2 separate regions of the Cricetulus griseus genome follow, and region 1 is linked to region 2. Evidence: chromatin contacts called from public Hi-C data. All regions are on one chromosome and are shown on one strand. Each heading gives the region's core, a stretch centred on a gene start, on an enhancer-like site or on the middle of the called end of the contact. The rest is flanking DNA. Distances are from core to core; before and after follow the strand shown.

Region 1 (2,925 bases), core at 218-2,717, 160 kb after region 2:
GCCTCACCTCTCGCTCCGCCCGTCCGGCCCCTTCCCTGCCCCCTGCGGGACCGGCCTGCGCGCTCCGTTGCAACCACGTAGGAGGCGCGGCGGCCGCGGCAGCCACGGCAGAGGCGGCGTCTCGGGCTCGGAGTGAACGAGCCGCGGGGCTCCGGGGCGCATCCCAATCCCCGCAGCGCCTCCTCCTCCGCCGCCTCCTCCTTCCCCTCCTCCCATCTTCATTCACCCTCCCTGCCGCCGCGCAGCCGAGCAGTCCCGGAGCAGGGCAGAGCCCCTCCTCGGCTGCTGCCTCGGGCGCCGGCTGGGACGCCGGGCCGGGCCGGGCTGGGAAGCTCGGGCTCCGGCTCCGGCAGCGGCGGCGGCGGCGGCGGCTGCTTTGGATCAGGAAGCGGCCGCACCAACAGGGCGGCGGTGGCGGCGGCTGCAGCCAGGGCCCGTCCCCGCCGCCACTCCCGCTGCGCTCCGATAGCCTGCGCGCCCCTGCCCCCTGCGCCGCCACCTCTCCTCTCCCCCAGGCCGTGCGCAAAGTCCCCGGTCCCCAGAGGCTGGCCTGGGCGGGGAGACCCCAGTCTTGGGGTCGCCTCGCACAAGCTAGGCGACCCCGGGCGGGGAAGCCCAGCCCTCCCTCGAGTCCCCGCGGCGCTCACCGCCCCCTCCCGGGAGGGAGAATTTGCAAAAGCGAAGAGGGCAGCGCGACCCTCAGCCGCTGCCGCCTCCCCCTGCGCCACCAGGAGGGAGGAGGACCAGGCTCTCGGCTCTCGCCGCCGCCGGGCCAGCAGCAGCCTGAGCGGGGCGCCGCCGCTCTCCCCACCCGCGCCCCTTGCCCGGGCGCGCCCCCTCTCCTGGGGGCGGCCCACCCCTGGCTGCTCCCCGGGCCCGCTGCTCCAGCGCCCAGAGTGGGGTCCCGAGCCGGGAGGCTGGAGCCCGGCAGGGGTATATGTACACACACTCACACACACGCGCGCGCGCACACGCACACACACACACACACACACTCACACACACACACACACGCACACACACCACGACGCGTCGGTTTCCTTCGCTCCTCTTCCAGCTGTTTTCCTTGTAGCCCATTGAGACTGGGGGAGGGGAGATTGTACGCTGGATGTTCTTTGGCCCCTCTCCGGAGAGAGAGGATTGGGGTGAGGGAGGGGGTGATTTTAATCTAAATCGAGGGGGGGGGAGAGGAGGAAGGGGGAGGGGGAGAGAAAGAATCAGAGGAGGAAAAAAAATAGCCACTTACTGTAAAGTGTAAATGGATCTGGGGTTGCGTGGGGAAGGGGGGACAGAGGGAGAGACACAGTGTCCTGCGGCTGCTGTAGCTCTAGCTGCGGCTCCACAGGGCTTGTTTTGGATCCCCCTGCAGTGAAACAGGTCCTGTACGGCTCCGCCACTGTAGTAGAAATGATGTCTGCGGTATACTCTGCTCTCTCCTCCTCCTCCTCCCCCCTCCCCTCCCTCCTCCCTCCGCCCGCCCTCCCTCCCTCGCGCTCTCTCTCGCGCTCGCTCGCTCGCTCCAGTATGTAAATGTGTAATAGAAGCCAAATATGGAGCAGTTGGCTGCCGCCGCCACAGCTCAAGGATCCGACTTCATGGGGGGGGGGGGGCACCCTCTGGCAGGCGGCCCGGCGAGCCGCACAGAGCACGGCGAGCGCACGGCGCGGCTGCCGGCCCGCGCCCTTAACCCTTCTGTGCACCCGGCCGGAGCAGCGGTCCCTCCCTCCAGGGGAGGCCCGGTGCCTCTCCCTAACTGCGGCTCCGGATCCCGGACATCGGCCCGTGGGGACTGTGCCTTCCAGGTTTGAGAAAGGGGAGGGGAAGTTGGGGCGATGAGGTCATTGGAGTGGTGACCCGTCGGAGCTCGCGCGCCTCCCCGTCTCCTTGCAACCTAGTTGGAGGGGACAGGGCGAGTGTAGGGTGCAACGCTCGCAGCCTGGAGGACTCACCGCAGCGGGTGTCAGGCTTCGGTTCCCACCTGGTAAAATAAGCAAGGATGCGGGGAAGTCGGCTGACTCTAATCCCGAAGTGACCTTGGTGCCCCCACCCCGCCACCCCGGTGTGTGTCTAAGAGGACTCACTGTATCCTCGCTGTTAACCCTCCAGCCGGTGAGCCCTGAGCAACCCGACTCTGGGCCCGCGCCTTGGCTTGCAACTCGGGAAAGTTCTCAGGCTTCCTCAGTTTGCACTGGCGCCCTCACCTTTCCTGCCCGGACAAGCTGGCAGCCTCCCGACCCTCCTATCTAATTCTGCAGGTCTAGAAATCTGCAGTAGGAATCAGACGTCTCAGTTCTAGCTCTGGGAGCCGACCTGCTCACTCCTTTCTCAGCTAACAGGGAATCACTCATTTCATCGGAAGTGAGGTAACCGGTGCCCCGACCATTCGATGGCGGTTCTCGGGAATCCACGGCAAAGGAACTTTCCCTGGTCCTGGTGGCTGAACGCAGACATAGAGTCCCCCCACCCACCCCCTCCGCTACAGCACTGCCAGGTGTGAGCTCGGTGGGAAGGAATCTTCCCCGGAGGAGTGTACCTTGCCAACAGGTGTGGCACCCGGAGAAAGAGCGGGCACAACCCTACAAGGGTCGCTCAGTGCCGAGTTCCCTTTGCTGCAGATAATTCTCGAAAACCAGTAGGTGTCAGGCCAGCATCTGACCTCTTTCAGGTGCTTAGAACTAAGAGTCTAGAAACCCGATCCCTCGGTCTTGTAGGAAGCCACTATTATTGACTGTAAGCGGGATTTGAGAGACCTTTTGGCTCCGTTTACTTATGACCTAACAGTTAGTCACTGTCTGAAGCAGCGTACAGAATCACCAGGAGAAATGCGTGAGCTTTTTAAACTACTGAATTGTGGAGCCAGCACTTCAGAAGAAAAAAAAAAAAAGCCCGGAGGGGGGGGTAGGATACATATCTATTTTCAGGTTT
Region 2 (3,180 bases), core at 142-2,641:
TTTCTACCAATCTTGATAAATAGGGCTGGAGAGAGAGCTCCGTTTGTAAAATATTCACCATGTAAGCACAAGGCTCTGAGTTCCATCTTCAGAACCTACATTTTTAGAGCCAGGTGGGGTGGTGCTCTTGGAACCCCAACACTGGGATGGCTTAAAAGTTAGCCAGCCTAGACTAATCAGCAAGTTTCCAGGCCACATAGAGACAGTCCCCCCAAAAATAACGTGGATGGTGTCCTGAGGAATGCTACCCAAAGTTGACCTCTGACCTCCACACCTATGCCCACACACATGCATGTGCACACGAACTAATAACATACAAACACAAATCATTAATAGCCCCGAGATGACTCATATTGTGTGTTATTGGCAGTGAATTCTAGAACGCTAGCTGACCCTTCCTCTCCTGTTTACTTTCTATCTATGGGAACACCAAGAATGTGGTGTAATTTTAATACCTAAGCAAAAGCACGCAAAAACCAAAAGCATCATACAATGCTCCCCAAAGCCAAAGGAAACGATCTTGGAGTATACACACCACTGATCATGCCACATTAGCACAGATAATTAAAAGTTGCCTGTCTAATAATATTAAGCAGCAGACACAACTTTTAGAAAATTTCTCCCTGGTATTAGCTATGCAAAAAAAGTCCCCAGAGTGAACGTTCCTCTCGAATCAAATCCATCTTCTCTTAGGAGTGGGTATAATAAATGGGTAGCCTAAAAGGAATGCTTGGAACAGAATGTCTCACTATTGTCTGATTATTCTAAATTTAAAACTCCAACAAAGGCAGGGATTATTCTCCTAGAGGTTCAAGATTCATGAGAGTTTGCTAATGAAGTTCCTTTAGGAGCGCAAATCAAAAAATTGCTATCTGCAAGCTGCCAGCGTTTTATGCTTGGGTGGTGTTTTTAAATCAAAGTCACCATTCATTCAACAACAAATGTTTGTCTGGAATAAATGAATGAGAGTAATGGCCTTGAAGTACTTCACAAGCTTAATCACCTCTAAGCTATGAATCAGGAAACAGCTTCCATCGAGCCTGAGTGCACATGCCAATCAGAGTGAATGAAATGTCAGCCATCCTTCCGGGGGCTGAAGTGAGACCTGGGGACTCGAGTCATAAGTTCTAATTCGGATAAAATGACCCATCTTGGGGGGAGGGAAGGGCTACTGGCCCCTCTATTTGCCTTTCTTTATAATCTCCATATAATTTGGAAAGCTGAAAATCTAGGCCAGATGAGATGAGATTCAAGCAAAAAAATTTTGCTTGTTTGTGAGATTACTCTGGGAGTCCAAAGGGGGCCCCAAACCCCTCCACCTTCATATGTAAGCAGAACGTTAATAGTTCACCTCAAGGAGGATCAGAGAGTAAATGACTCACCCAGAGTCACCAGGGCACCAACAGTAAGAAAGCTGCATGCCTGCAGGATACAGGGTAGGAGCGTGGGGGAGGGGGACAACTTCCGGTTTGTTTCCAGTCTCCCAACAACATAGCTAGCAACCCTCTCCCTTGGCCCCATTCTGACCCTAGAGCAGGATGCAGCCAGAGAGCTGGCTGGTTACTTAATACCTACTGTCTGCAATTCAAGAGGAATGCAAGTAGAAAATTGTTTTGCTTTGCTTTGTTTGCAGGTGGAATTTAGTCAGCGAGTGGCAAGTCTTCAGGCATTTCAGGGTTCTCAAACTGTAAATCATATGCAATCCACGCCAAGGGAGATAAGGCACCATTGCCCCCATAGCGAATTGCCATGTGTGTGCTCAGCACTGGCAAAGAATGGTACACCTCCTGAGTCTCTATTTTGGCGCAGGTGGATGGATGGGCACCCTCTGTCTTTTGCAGACTAACAGGGAAAGTGAAGTTTATCTAGATCACTCCCCCTTTTCCCCAAAGGGGCCTCTCTAAGCCCCAGAGGTCTCTATTTCCTAATTCCTCTCCACCCCTCCCAACCTCCCCTGCCATCAACAGTCTGGAAACATGCCACTGTTTCCTTAGGAGTACACGGCACTCATTGTTTTGTCTCTTCAAAAAAAAAAAAAAAGAAAAGAAAAAAAAAAGAAAGCTACTTTTGGTTTTTTTTAGTGCTTAATGTTCCTTTTTTCCTATTCATTTAGCTCATAAATAAAGTCATGCACAATTATGATACATAATACAGTATGTTCACAATGGCATGGCTAAATTAAACCATTTATAAACATGTTATATCACACATATTCATCTTTTTTTGTTTTGAGAACACTTAAAGTATACTATCTTACAACTTTTAAAATATAGCATATTGTTATCAACCATATTTATCATGCTCTCAGTAGACCTCAAGACATCACAGAGTCCATGCCTCTTGTCCAGCTGCAGTTTTATATCCTGAAACCAATTGAAGAAAGCTACTTTTAAACCTTTTAATTTTTCAAGCGAAGCATCAAATGCTTCACCTTTCCTAACTTGTGGCATCAGGCAGCTGTGTATGCTCTGCATGTGTGAAAACAGGGAGAGTCGTGCTCCCTCCTTTCAGAAGCGGTTTCAGTGCATGTTAAAGCCTGCCAGGAGGATGGAAGTACTTTGAAATCACCAACCAGGTTCGTGTCCCAGACAGCGCCGGAGCGTGCTGCATTACTCACTTACAAATTAGAAGACGTGTGGATGTGGTGTGGTGTGGTGGATGCATGAGTTATGAGATAATGATACACCCTGGCCAGCCACACAATCTTCAGGACCACTCTCAGGACACAGAAGATCCCAAGTGCAGGGAGTCACAGCAGCCTGCTAAGGGTCAACTCCCCTAGAATCAAATCCCTGTGTGGAGAGACAGCTCTACTATCTCAGCCCTTGAATATTTGAGGTCTTGGGGCCATCCCAGAGCCATGTACCCCTACAGGCAGCTCTGGGTATTATTCTGCTAAATTCTGGGCACTGATCCTACCTAAAACCCTAGCCTTGCTGCCATTCTCCTCTCTCCTTGCCTTCCCACCCCTTACCTGAGGATGGCTCAAGACAGGATACAGTGCCATCCATTCATCCCAGTACCCAATTTGAGCCAGCTACAAATTTTCAAGAACTGCCAATGATCACACAGTAGGGTACACAAAGCCTTAATTGAGGCTGACTGCCAGAAAGTGGTGGAAAACATGTTTCCTTGATCTTGGCATCTCCCCTGCCGGGTAAGCAAGGGAAGAACACTATG

What was found. A called contact is a pair of places that touch in the nucleus more often than the background predicts.
Region 1: a Hi-C map of fibroblasts shows a contact between it and region 2, with 2.3 times the contacts expected there. The contact joins the promoter of Atxn1 here to the enhancer-like site in region 2. A contact is called at or near these places in 2 of 8 Hi-C or Micro-C datasets (the CHO-K1 cell line and fibroblasts).

Annotation. Positions count from the first base shown.
Region 1 is chr3:265,667,020-265,669,944 of CriGri-PICRH-1.0, forward strand. It overlaps Atxn1 (ataxin-1), which reads right to left and starts at 1,468. Exons shown (of 7, transcript XM_027410018.2): 1 at 1,247-1,468.
Region 2 is chr3:265,508,135-265,511,314 of CriGri-PICRH-1.0, forward strand. All of the region lies in intron 2 of Atxn1 (ataxin-1), which reads right to left. Among named protein-coding and RNA genes, the nearest start is that of Atxn1, 160 kb to the right of the region's middle. Within about 2 kb of position 1,392, at least 2 of the 6 cell types and tissues checked have open chromatin away from gene starts, as enhancers often do. A contact at or near this core is called in fibroblasts, where this site is marked.